2 separate regions of the Drosophila melanogaster genome follow, and region 2 is linked to region 1. A link is a contact called in public Hi-C data. All regions are on one chromosome and are shown on one strand. The core of a region is the stretch at or near the end of the contact, and the rest is flanking DNA. Distances in the headings are between cores, read along the strand shown. Region 1 holds the start of Lar (Leukocyte-antigen-related-like). Region 2 has its middle 15 kb from the start of CG10651.

The links. A called contact is a pair of places that touch in the nucleus more often than the background predicts.
Region 2: a Hi-C map of the Kc167 cell line shows a contact between it and region 1, with 2.4 times the contacts expected there. A contact is called at or near these places in 11 of 107 Hi-C or Micro-C datasets (the Clone 8 cell line, the Kc167 cell line, the S2 cell line and 5 more) and 1 of 7 datasets of targeted methods (the Kc167 cell line).

The regions. Positions count from the first base shown.
Region 1 is chr2L:19,582,849-19,589,698 of dm6, reverse strand. It overlaps Lar (Leukocyte-antigen-related-like), which reads right to left and starts at 3,076. Exons shown (of 19, transcript NM_001273668.1): 1 at 2,613-3,076. It overlaps CG10366, which reads right to left and starts at 5,464. Exons shown (of 3, transcript NM_136151.3): 1 at 5,147-5,464; 2 at 3,784-5,069; 3 at 3,259-3,716. The coding sequence starts at 5,353. The coding sequence ends at 3,473. PCNA2 (Proliferating cell nuclear antigen 2) reads left to right here and starts at 5,709. Exons shown (of 2, transcript NM_136150.3): 1 at 5,709-5,879; 2 at 6,014-6,850. The coding sequence starts at 5,772. The coding sequence ends at 6,673.
Region 2 is chr2L:20,116,594-20,123,124 of dm6, reverse strand. No RefSeq gene overlaps it. Among named protein-coding and RNA genes, the nearest start is that of CG10651, 15 kb to the left of the region's middle.

The DNA of each region.
Region 1 (6,850 bases), core at 1,827-4,326:
CACTTTGGGGTCTTCATAAATATTGCGTTTATAATCTAGCAAATATTCATATTTCCAGTTTACTATAATTCAGCATTGGGGAATATTTGAATTTCACAAATCCATTGGCAACATGACCCAATTAGATTAGAGCTGAATGTTAACATAATAATTCCAAAATTTTTGATAATAGATACCATACAAATCGCTGACATAATTATCAATAAGCTTGCTTTTTGTCTAGAAGGTTAAATATTGGTTTCTTGTTTGCTGATTTCAATAATATAGAGGTACGCAAACAATAGAAAGAATACATCTTTGGTCATTTTGTCCATAAATCTACATTCTGAGTTTACAATTAAAGATAACTAAGTTCAAACTGATACCAATCTGCTCTTTTTGATCATGATCTTAGTTCCAGATAAGTTTAAAATTCGCAATTTATTTGCAGGGCTGCAAACAGGATGGGAAACCCCCAGAAATCAATTGGCTTCCACCCTCGCGAAGCAAGGATTTAGGGATGCCTACCCTGGTCAATGGACTTGAAGCAACCCCGAGAAGGAAAACTGCAAACTTTTCCAAGGGGCATGCATCCCGGTTGCAGGCGGCAGCCAGTGTTTCCACACTAGGGTGTATCGGGTGTCCTGTGTATTCAGCTAAAACATCTAATTAAAATTCCGCCTTCGCCAAATAGAAATGAAAAGTCATTTGAGCGAGAGGAAATGAGCGTTTCCATAGTCCGGCCAAGGAAAGCGGAAAATGAAATAGCGAACCTATTGATAACCGGAAAGCTGAAGCTGAATCTTGCTACGCTTTTCCGCAGGGCAAAACAATTTCAATAAGGAAATTCTTACTTTGACAAGCCATTTGGCCCCATAATTGCCAACTAATGAGGCTGGCGGGCGAGTTTTTAATTTCGACCCGGCTGAAATGAGTTTGGCGCTGGCTTGAAAGAGACACTTTAAGAACTTGCCACCGATAAAAGGCGACAGCAGCAACAGCTTGGCAAAGTTCTTTCGGCAATTAACTTGCCGCACATTAAATGATAAAAAGAAGGCAGTCGTAAAAAAAAAAAAAGAAACAGAGTGCGAGCAGCAATCTTCCTGGGGTGGCAAATACAAGGAGCCCAAACTCGGGACCAGAAGGACAATAAAGTTGGAGGCACAAAGACAAAGCAAAGGCCACAGGCGGGAGTTCAGAGGTTGCAGTTGCAATTTGGGTCAAGCCAACAAGATAATGCGGTTCGCGGCTTCTATCCACTTTTTCCTGCCCGCCGCTCAAAGTTTTGTTTGCATCTTCCACTTCGCAAGGAGCCCGCGTTTTAATTCCAACTTTCGGTCTGAATTTTCGGTAGTGAATTTAACATAACGTCCAGTTTTAGCAACTTTAACTTGATTCCCGTGACTTAATGAAAAGCTATTTATGTTTTGAGATTTTTGTGGGATTCCCAAAAACTTCAGGAACAAATGCTCGAATTTGATAAGTGTATAAGTGGGGTATATTTAATACTATGGTTTCGACAATAATTTCATCTAAGTTTTAATCTAATCAATTTAATAGATATAAGGCATGTTTTAGAACATAAACTTGCAACTCTGTATCAGTCAAAAGCAACGCTCTTTGAAAGATACTTTTTGATTAGATTTCATAGCTAAAGTATCTTTAAGTACAAACCAAAAAGGTTTGAGTTGGCAATGCAAACCGATTTGGCAAATGTCCGTGCTGAGCTATACTAATAACTTAATATATTTTGGGCAATGTTAGGCACTCTATTTCTTAATCTTTATAGACCCTCAATCCTGACATTCTGATTTACACAATCACCACCCATTTGATTTCATAGATCTCCGAATGAAGAAGAGTTAAAAGCGGGCTTGCTGCACCGATTCGGAAGGCACACTGCACTGTTGCGTCGGATTACGGACACCAGACACATTTTGGAGGCGACTCTGGGACTTTGCCACCGTCTCCGCTGGCCAACTTCGAGTCCGCCCACGCAACTATGAATTTTCATGGGACTGGTTTGGTTTGCTTTGGTTTTGGAACAACAATTGCGAGCAGCACGACGAGATTTCCATGCTGCTGGGTGTTGGGTTTTGGGTTTTGGGTTTCTCGCACACATGTTACACATTTTCATCGATTCGTAGCAGTGGCTTTAGTATATGGCGGAGTAATTAATGGCAAAAACTTACAACAGAATCGATTTTTATTCACACGGACACTCAAACACACACACAAACACACACACACACATGCAAGTGGCGCGTAGTGTGCGTAAAAAACAAGTGGGAAAAACGCCGACAAAAAGTCTCGATATACAGGGTGCAATTCGAAAACGCTCACTTTGCTGGTACTCGGAACACCGATAGCAACACTTTGCACAACAAATACGAGCTGAGAGTGACGAAAAACAATAATTTTTTGATAATTTCGCGCAGCCAAAGCGATGTTGGTGTTGTTCTTTCGTGTGGTTCGCGAGCGAACTGATTCCGAAAATCCGAAACCAGGGATGGGGTGGCACAGAAACAGCTGTGGAGTCGCGGACCAGGGCTGCGCAGGAACTTTTAACTTACTTAAAAGTGTTACTTTTCGTAACGTTAACAATTTGTTTAAGATCATTTTTTTTTACTTACACTTCGTATTTTTGATTTGATCTTTTGTTAGGTTCTTGTGTCAGCTGCTTTGCCTGCTCTTTTGATTTTCGCACCCACTCTCAACTAATTTCACTGAATATTTAATTGAAAGACTATTTTTTCGTAAAGCTTTCGGTTTTCAATCCACTTTTCACACTTCGCAGCCCAAATTTGGTTATTTGAAGTTCATCGTTCGTTTTGGGGCATTTAGTGCACTTTGTTTTTATTGGGGGATAAATCGATTTTTTTGATTTTTCGGCTCGCACGTCGGAGTAAAGGGACGCACTTCACACTTCCTTTTCCACACTTTGTTTACTGCCCAATTTGGTCATGTTGGATTCAGGGATTATTTGCTTGGGCTTTTCACACATCTCAACGGCTTTCAATTCGATTTACTGGTTTTCGGCAAAAGTTTTCATCAAGAGCAGGACACGAGAAGGCGCACGCTGTCAACTGAACTAAATTCCTTTATACCAGGACAGGATTCAAATGGGGGTGGCTTCGCTTCGCCTCAGATTCCGACTCCGGAACCCAGAGCACATGCGCCATCCACGGATGCGTTCAAATCCCACTTTCCCGCTCGCGCACTTGAGTTATTCCGGAACCATAAACAATAAAATGTACCCGAAATAGAAAGATCCTAACTCATAAGCAAAATATTTAATTTCCCGTAGAAGCTCTCTTTCTAATTACATTAGCTCATATACTTTAAATTAATTATTAAGTCGACTTACACATTCTAGTGTATGCAAAACAATCTCAACTATATCTTTAAACAGCTATAAATACACAACATACGGCGAATTTGGAAACAAAACTTCAAACTTGTGCTATTTGAAGGGGTGAACTCAAGTGGGGGGTCAGCGATAGTCGATCATGATATGGTTATAAATATTATCTAACGTGGGTATAGCCGCAGCTGGGGTATCAGCTTGGGTGGCGTTCTCCCCTCCGGGATCAGGCGCTGGTTCAGGCTGAGCATCTTGGATGACGGCGGGATTCGAAGCTGGAGTATCCTTGGTGGCTGGCCTCGGTTTTTTGCCGAAGGCGAAGCAGCCACTCTGTTTGGTGGCCACCGGCGACAGATTGTCCTTGTTCTTGGTGCTACAAACGGAATTGTAATGGAATCATTTAGAAATTGTCATTATATGTACGATTTTGGTTAACCTACAATGCCTTGAGCGCCTCCAGCTTGGGTATATTTCTGTTGTGCGACCTGCCGCCGCCCGCCGCTTCTTGAGCAGCCAGCTCCTCGGGATGCGACTTCTTCTTGTGCGTGCGGCAGTTGGAGCCGTTGGCAAAGGTGCGGTCGCAAAAATCGCAGGAGTAAGGCTTCAGTCCTGTGTGCAGGATGAGGTGATTCTTCAGCGCCTTGGCGCGCTTAAACTCCCGGCCGCAGTAGTCGCACTTGTGCTGCATCTGATCCGTGTGCACCAGTCGATGGCGATTCAAGGTGGTCCGCGAATTCAGCTGCATTCCGCATTCGGGGCAGATGTACTTGTGCGGATCATGCGTCTCCTTGTGGTGTTTCAGACGATTGGCCGACTTAAAGCACTTCTTGCACACCTCGCACTCGAAGGGGGCGTAGTCCGTGTGCTTGAGGACGTGCTCCTTGAGCGCGCTCATCGAGTGCACACCCACACCGCACTGCTCGCAAATCACCGGCCGCGGCCGCTCATCCAGGTGCATGTACTGCTCGTGCTGCTGGGCGGATGCACTGGTGGCGAACTTCTTGTCGCAACTGCTACAGGCGTACTGCTTGCGCTTGGGCAGGGGCACGTGCCATTTCATGTGCCTCTCCAGCTGGTAGTGTAGACGAAACTTCTTGGGGCAATCCGGGCATTGCAGCTGCTCGGTTGTGGGCTCAGTCTGGCCATGATCCTGGCGCAGGTGGCGCTGCAGGGTTTTGGACGTGGCGTAGCTTCGCAAGCACTCGTTGCACTGGTGTCTTTTCTCAGAGTCTGCTGCATCCTCTCCAGCTTTTTCGGTACTCGGCGAGGAGCCATCCAAGCTGCCAGCAGAAGAGTTATCCTCCTGAATGCCATACACATCGCAGAGGCTCATTAGTACACGATCTTCATTCGGTTCGTAGTCGGCATCCTGCTCATCTGGCTCCTCCGTCGGCTGATCCTGCTCCTGATCTACGCTTTCCTGCTTTTCCTCTGGCGTTAGTGGGTTTGCCAGCTCGTAAGGCGACTCCTCTGGCAGAAACTCGAGCTGTTCATCCAACTTCGGCTTCTTGTCCACATAGTGCACCTCAGTCTGCGTCTCCTCGTCCAGCAAACCAAATTTCGAGCGCAGCTCGTGGAGATTTGGCCTCTCCTGGCTGGGCGTGCTCTGCAGGATGCAGTAAAGCTTCTGCACGCGGGTAATCCGTTCCGAGAAATTCACCAGCGAGGTGACCAGCGACAGGCACTCACTGCATATCGTCTCCGGCAGCTCTTCACCTCGAGTTATCTGATGATGGGGCAAGAGAAATCAAGATAAGCTGGTTAGCTTGTGGAAATCCAAGGAGCCACGAGGAGCGCACTCACATTCACCCAGAAGTACTTGCCAATGGCGGTGGCCAGTTCCATGGAGGCTGCCTCGCCGGAATCCTCGTTCTTGAGGAACACATTCAAGTTGCCTTGCACGTCGTCCTTGGCGCACAGGCGACACCACTGTCGCCAGTCGCTGCTGGGATTTCGATCGACATGGGGAGCCGCCGGAGCAGCGTGCATCTCCACCTGCGCGGCGGCCATCGGGGAGCTCAGCAGTTGGTTATAAATAAACAAATAAATAAATAAAGCGTAAACATATTGGATTGGATGGCTGGATCCGAGCTGGAACTGGATCTCGAACTAGAACTGGAGCCGGAACCAGTGTTGCAGATGCTGCCAGATCAGTCGGATTAAGTGATTTCAATTGGATACCCTTAAATAGAAAAGGATTAACCTACAGCTTTAAGTCAAATTCTAAGATCTATGTTCACTAGCTTCATCATCAGACATCAAATGAACTTAAATCCGCAACCGAAACTAATCTAACAAGCTTTGTTCTTAACTCCGCAGCAGTCCGGCATCTCTACACTTGCAGCGAAACAGCTGACTGGCTTCATTTTGTTTGTTTCCAATTGTGAATTTAACGGGACAGCGATTGTCAATTTTGAAAATTGGAAAAATGCTCGAGGCGCGTTTGAGTCAGACTTTGCTGCTGAAGAAGATCGTCGATGCACTAAAGGAAATCATCGCCCAGGGAACGCTGGACTGCAGTGAAAATGGTCTGGAGGTGAAGAGAATAACCCTCCATCTGTCATTTTGTTTCGAATTCCCATAAAAGCTGTTAAGTAGTTCCATTGAGACTTGGGACTGAAAATGAAAAGTTGAGATAAGAAATAAAGCTTTTACAACTCTATATTCCAGCTGCAATCGATGGACAACTCCCACGTTTCGCTGGTGGCCCTAAGTCTGGCTTCGGATTGTTTTGAAAAGTTTCACTGCGATCGCAATGTCTCGCTGGGCTTGGATCTGAAATCCCTGGGCAAGGTGCTTAAGTGCGCCAATAGCGACGATGCGGTCACCATTAAGGCCGTTGACAGACCGGAGAAGATTACGCTCAGCTTCGAGTCGGATGGCAAGGAGCGCACGGCGGACTACGAGCTGAAGCTCCTCAATCTGGACCAGGATCACATGGAGATTCCGAAAAAGGACTACACCTGCTTCATCCAGTTGCCGTCGTCAGAGTTCGCGCGCATTTGCCGGGACATGAGCATGTTCGACGAGTCCCTGACGATCGCCTGCTCCTCGAAGGGCATCAGGTTCTTGGCCAAGGGAGATCTGGGCACGGCCAACATTCAGCTGAGTGCGGGCACCGCCATGGACGTGAGCATTGAGGTGCAGGAGCCCGTGACCCAGTCCTTCGCCGGTCGCTACCTCAACACCTTCACCAAGGCCACTCCGCTGGCAGATCGCGTCAAGCTCTACCTGTCCGACGAGCGGCCACTCCTGGTGGAGTATCCCATCGAGGATTACGGCCACATTCGATACTACCTTGCACCCAAGGTGAATGACCCCGATTTCTAGCTGAAGAACTACTCAACTCAGTTATTGCATAAATTCGAGCGCAATTTAAAGCATAAGGAAAGGGGATAAACGATATTTTTAGGCAACAAATACCAAAAATCATTTTTTTTAAAGCATAGTATAAAAATATAACTTGTAATAAAAACTATTTAATTGTAATTAAAAAAACATTTTACA
Region 2 (6,531 bases), core at 720-3,219, 530 kb before region 1:
CTCAGTTTTAATTAGTCGCTCAATATGCTGCTGACCACAATAATAGTTTGTGGGTGAGTGGCTAAAGCCAATCCTGGCTCGTGTCCAGTCAACTGATGTCCTTTATGTACATAGCTACCTTTATCTGCACAGGTCCAGCCTTATCTGGCCGTTAAATCCGTTTTACGTGCTTCATGGAACAAATTGTGCCACACGCGGCATTAATAAATTACACGGAATAATTTTGATTGTGCGCCATTAACGTTTCCCACTGAATTCTCGTTTAACAATCCAAATTTTAAAACATTTTGTAAAGTACATATAATTAAGGATATTGACAACTTAAAGCTTTCGGCTTTTTCCTAACAGTTATATTGTAGTTTGATCAAAAAATGCAAGTCATCTAGACTACGTATAGTGACAGTTTATTAAGTTATGTTTTAAAAAATCAATATGCATTATAGCGAGAATGTAGAAAATACAGTTCAATAATATATTGCAGCGCTTTAAATTCAATCATTTTATGATTGCATGATTTGTAAAAGTGAATGTTCATAAATTCCACTTCACTTGGTTACAAATTCATGAAATTAGTAACGCAACTTACACGTTTCACCCGCAATGAAACTTTTCACAGGACTTTTGAACTTTCTTTTAAATGCCTTTTTCAGTCCTTTTTTCAAAGTCCTTCCACCGCAACCCTTGGCATAAATATTTACATATCTCAATGCCAAATTAGACAATGCGACCCGCAAACTTAGGGGTAAAAAACTAACGCCCTTAGCGGTCACCATTCGGCTGATTGGCGAAAAGCTCCAACAACCAGGGCCAATACGACACCCAAGATATTACAAACAAACTCAAGAAGACAGCAAACAACGTTGCAAAAAGTTAGCCAAGCTGAGGCGGCGGCAGCAAATAAAAAAGTACACAAAACTGGAGGAGAATGAAAGAACTTTATGCTAATTTCACTTTTCTTGAACGATGGCATAACCCAATTCTTCTCCCTGGCTTCCTGAGTTTTTTCCCATTTCCGTCCAGAACCAACAGATAAATGGCGCCAGAAGCTGGAAGGAAAGTGTGTGACTTGAGGTGTGAGAAGTGGCTGATATGATAATTTCCAGCATTGAAGGGCACGCAAAGTTGCCACAGGATGCGAGTCGAACGTGACCCAGGCGAGGAAAGTGATGGCTCCAGGGATGCAATCAAATCTGAAACGAAACTCTAGTTGACATTGCTTTTTATTGAAGGCTGTTATGATTTATGAAGATTTCCCAGGCTTAGATTATCCAAAAAATCACGAGTATTATATTTTAAAAAAGCTTACTTACTTTTTGGTATAACAAGGGAAATAAAAATTGGGCACCGAGGTTATTCTGACACATCATCCTCGGAGGCTTATGCAACCCACAAAGTGGGCGTAAAACAAAGGGTTTAATATGTGGAAAACAAAATTGTGTGTGTACACACAAACATTGGCATATTACATAATTTTCAGACAAGATTACTTGTATCCAGCCCATTATATAAGGGGTCAATTTAAAATATTGCTGAGCAGTTGATTTGGTCTGTGGAGGTGAATTCAAAATGAATTTCTAATTAAGGAGCTCAAAGGCCGGAATGCAATCGTAGCTGCGAGCAAACAAATACGGCTAATTAACATTTCTGCTGCTTTCTGACACGTCATCAGTCAGTCCTTTAGAGCCTATTCAAATGAATTTCCCATCCAAGATCCAACATTTAACCTGACGACAGTCCAAGCGACTGTTCCGTCCAATTGGAGTTAAATACGAAAATCCACAGGACTCGGTTCTTTCTCACATGCGCACACCAATCTTCGATTTGAACGCGTTGGCAACACACCAACATGTCCCTAGCAACATTGCCCCTTCGGTTTGAGTGAAACCAGATGAAACTGGTTGAATCGAACTTGAGTGGTAAAGTAATTCACCTTTTGTAGCTACAACATTGTGGATCTTAGCTTACAATTTCCCCTCAGTTGGCAACATGTAGGGGTAAAACTACGCCACCTGGCGGTATTTGTGCAGCCGCGTGGCTCCACCTGGAGGCCAATTTTGGGTTCTATGGCTCCACCTAGCGATTGTTTTTTCATTGTTTGCTCCACCTTGCGGTAAATTGTACTTTTGTGGCTCCTCCTAGCGGCTGATGTTAAATGGTTGAAATACTAACTTTATAAGTACTTTATGCGTCTTATTCCCTTACATTTTGCTCATGGAGTAAAAAAGAATACCTGCGGTTCCATTCATTTAGTTTTTAGAAGTGTATTTCTAGTGGTGTGTAAATGTTTCATTTATCAAATACATGTAATATTTATTTAAATATTGGTTAAAGGTTATTAATATTATTTAATGTACCAAGTTAAGTTTTAGAGAGAAGGCATATGTGTGAATAATCTTGATAACACTTAATTTTGGCTTGACAAACTCTGATAGAACTTCACGCAACACTACTACACTACTGATCGTTTCTGAAAGACCGACCGACTTATCCACCTTTCCACTACTGTCGTTTTATAACCGTTCTTTTCGATTTCTTCTCTGCCAATGCACTCTGCTCCTATCGATAGTTTCCTGCAGTGTTGCCAACTGTACTATCATGCTGCCACCACCATCATTGTTTACTCTCGTCCATCCTGTTCATCATCAACGGTAAGTCATCCTCATTGTTCTGAGCATACTTCCTCGCAACCAAGAGAAACAGTGCATTGGCTTTATTACATGCATATTTTCAACAATTCTCTCTACCTGCCCAATTCGTCTGGCAACACCAGTTGTTGTTAAGACATATGCTTAATTCCATTTTTCTTGACGTAATGATCAGCATGCAAAGTGTGTAACGGCTTGTCACCTTTCTCAATGCTAAATGTTTCGACAGGAGCCGGGAGCTAGTAAGGATTTCTTTCTGGATTTATTTGGCTTAATGTTGCTACTGCAGGTAGGTGATCAGAAAATAGATCGTATTTTGTTTAAATTGAAAGTTTATTTATTGGCACCCCATTTACGACAAAAAAGTCCAAAGCTGTTGGCGTCAGTCTAGTGTTAGATGAGTAAAAGGTAGGTTCACCTGTAGCTATAACTTCACTAGAACTAGTTACGATGGCCTCTTGCAGTCGTTTTCCTCGACTGCATGTCCTTAGGTTGGCCCACCATTGGAGCTTAGCATTGTAATCCCCTCCTGCTATACACTTGGGGCCCAATGTGATCAGTAGCTGATCAAAGTCGTTTTTAGTCCAAGGCTTATTTGGAGGAAGATACAGAGAAGCTATTTTGATAATACTACCACTTGTTGGTACATCGAGACTGGTGACTTGTAAATCAGTGCGCATTGTTGATTTATTTTGACTGTGGCGAATATTGGCTTTGATGAAGATTGCAGAACCTTCTTTGGCGATGTTACTTAGATGAAGAACGTGGACTAGATTACGAAAAGCTTTGTTGGACTCAACGTTTCCATGACTAATTTAAATAATTGATCCAATCTGGCGTTAATTTCCAATATTGCCTTCTCGACAGTGGCAAGGTTACTGTTAGAGTTGTATTGCTCCCCAGTACTCAATCCAGTGGAGACTGAACAGGCTTCTGGCGGGACAGAGCAAAGGACAGGAGTTTGCGGCTAGCGCAGCACCTGTTTACCCCAGTCTGGGAACGGTCTCCTTGCCACTAATAACGGATGGTAGCGGTAGTACCTGTAAGCAAACATCAGCCAAGCATAGGAGGATCCCGCAGCTGAGAGTATTAATATTCAATATTCATTGAATCCGCGAGGTGATCAAACCATAATCCAGAATGAGAGCAAACGGGTATCTAACTGGGAACACTAAGGTACACGAACTTCGAAATTATTTAAGTTAATTGACTAGCGTACTATTCCCCTTCTTAGGCAACTGAATCTAATCGGTATCAATTTTTACGATTCTTAATATCTAACTTATTTACAAAGGTTATATGATTAAGAGTATTAAAGAAATGAAATGTTTAGGCAGTAATATTTAGAAGATTTTAATTAAGTAGGATTTATTTTAAGTCCCGGTCAGTCTTGAGGGTGGTATGAGAATTCACTACTTGCATTGCTCAACAATATTTCTTTTATACACATTTGTTTTTTTTTTTTAAATATTTTCAAAATATTAAATGTGTATTTAAAAAAAAACTTTAATGTGTATTTTACAAATATTAATATTTCCTAAGTCCAAGTGTATTGAGTAGTTTTTCTCATGTATAAAAAGCTCTGATAAAGCTGTTAAATGCTCGGTTTCTTCTAAAATTACCGATCCAGGGAACACCATGGGGAGGCCTTAAAAGTGTATTATGAACTTAGAAATATTTTAATGTTTAACATTAAAACATTCTCATGTTCCGCAACTAAGCTTATTTTCTAACTATTGTTTATCTTCTTCAACGAGTTCTTCGAACTCCTCCTCTTCCTCTTCGCCAGATGGCTGAGCTGCATCCTCCTGCGGCACTACAATATCTGCGCCGAAGATTGTACAGGGCGAAACCCAAGACCAATTAGTCACATTCCGTTGATGCCGAGAGCAGCTTTGTGGTTTCACATGGTGGCGCTGTTCAATCCGCCATTCATATCGACTTATTTTGTTACAATAGCCGTGTTAATTTATTATGTATATTTATACCCTGGTCGACGAAAGGCAATCATCTGCATGACAATATATGTATATGTATATAAATATTTATAATAATTATTAGGTATTCGATACTTAATTGCAAAATTCTTGCAATTCTGAAAGACGTCGCTAAATTTCTAAGAAAACACTTACGATCTTGACTCAAAATGCAACTGAACAGAAACGTAATAAACCAACGACAACGCTTCGCCCTTCTCTACCAGCTTCTATCACTTTCGTCGTTTGCTTTTCGTAAGAACCGAACCAAAATGATCACCAAAATGACAATGCACGACAAAGAGAGCAAGAGGGAGATTTAGATTGCCTCTCATTATCTCTCCCATATATAGGGACGAAATATGATCGCGTATGCGAGAGGAGTGCCAACATATTGTGCTTTTCGATTTTTACGCAACCCAAAATGGCGGCGGACGAACGCGATGATAATATGTATATTCAAATAAATGGCGATCAAAAATATAGCGTCTGGAAGTGTAAGGAAATGTACATACATATATTGTTTTGATTTTTTTTTTCACATATTTGTACGATGTATGTGAGTAAAAAATGTATTTTCATATTTACAATTATAAAATGAGAACGTCGTAAAATTTAAATATGATAGAAAAAGATTCTAGTAATTCTGCAGAGAGTGTGTGTAGACAACACAGGGTTCGGCTTGTACCCGAATGTGCACGATTGTAACAATATGATCAATCGGCAAAATTCGGGTTTTATTTACCTTTTCCGTAATGAAAAGAGTACGTCTAAATGGAGCACTCTTGGAAGCCTTCCATTGAATGCATCTTCCAAGCTTTTTGAATGTTGAAAAATAACTTTTTCGTTGTTCTGTGGAAAAAGAAGAACTTTGTAATACCTATTCCCTTCGACGACTTTCGAACTACCGACTGTTTATGAGTGTGGGCTGTATTCGTGCAAGAGATCTGCTGCCTCTGGAGCTCTCTGGCTTTCGATCAAAAATTCGAAAGAGCCAGCACAAAAATATAATATGTGCAAAAGAATCGAATGGAGTTACGACTAATGTTGTTATTCTAGTGCCTTTGGTCTCGGCTATAACTTCAGACTGTCCTCTGCGAACGGGTCGGATTTTCGTTGCTGATTCCGTTTTGTAAATAGTATGAATAAAGAGAGAGAAAGGACAATTAGTTATGGTTTTATATGCAATATAACTTATGAAAGTATGTTTCGAATGAGCTTCTAGTTATAACAAAATTTTGTATGCGGAAAAGGGTGTGCGTACTAAAAATAATATAGATCTAAAGCCTAAGAACTTCTAAAGTGGCCATATTTTGTCAAATTTGGAATGCATGAGCATACGTGTGCACACATACACTTGTCGGCTGTCACTATATGCGTAGAAAAAACTGCTGGCTGTAGCTTATAGCTGAGAAGAGGCGCTTACGCACTAGGTGCATGAGGTCTCGCTACCCGTTGGACAAAGCTGAATGGAATAGAGCACTAAGTAGATTGCGGAGCTCATTCGTTCAGCACACATCTGCACGCTTACTAACACTGGGGTGAAATGTGAAACGCCATTCTTGCTCTGGAGCGTTACGCGCGCAACCAAAAGGCGTTGCGCAAGGAAGGCGCCACTGATGGATAGCAATGGTGCTTGGTGCCGGACTGACTTGAGGCAACGGGATGTATTCGCGGCTCATCGCACAAAGCGTTTTCAGTCATTAGAGCTTGCCATTCTGCAGCAGGACTCAGGAGAAACTGACACAAGCCATCCGGCCATCTTTCTGGGCGTTCAAAAAGCTTTTGATCGAACGTGGCGAACTGGAATCCTGGTCAAAATCAAACGAGCTCTACCTGCGCCATGTCGATCCGGGATTTCCTCGGCCATCTGCTCTACAACTTATATAGTTATGATATGCCGCTTCCGT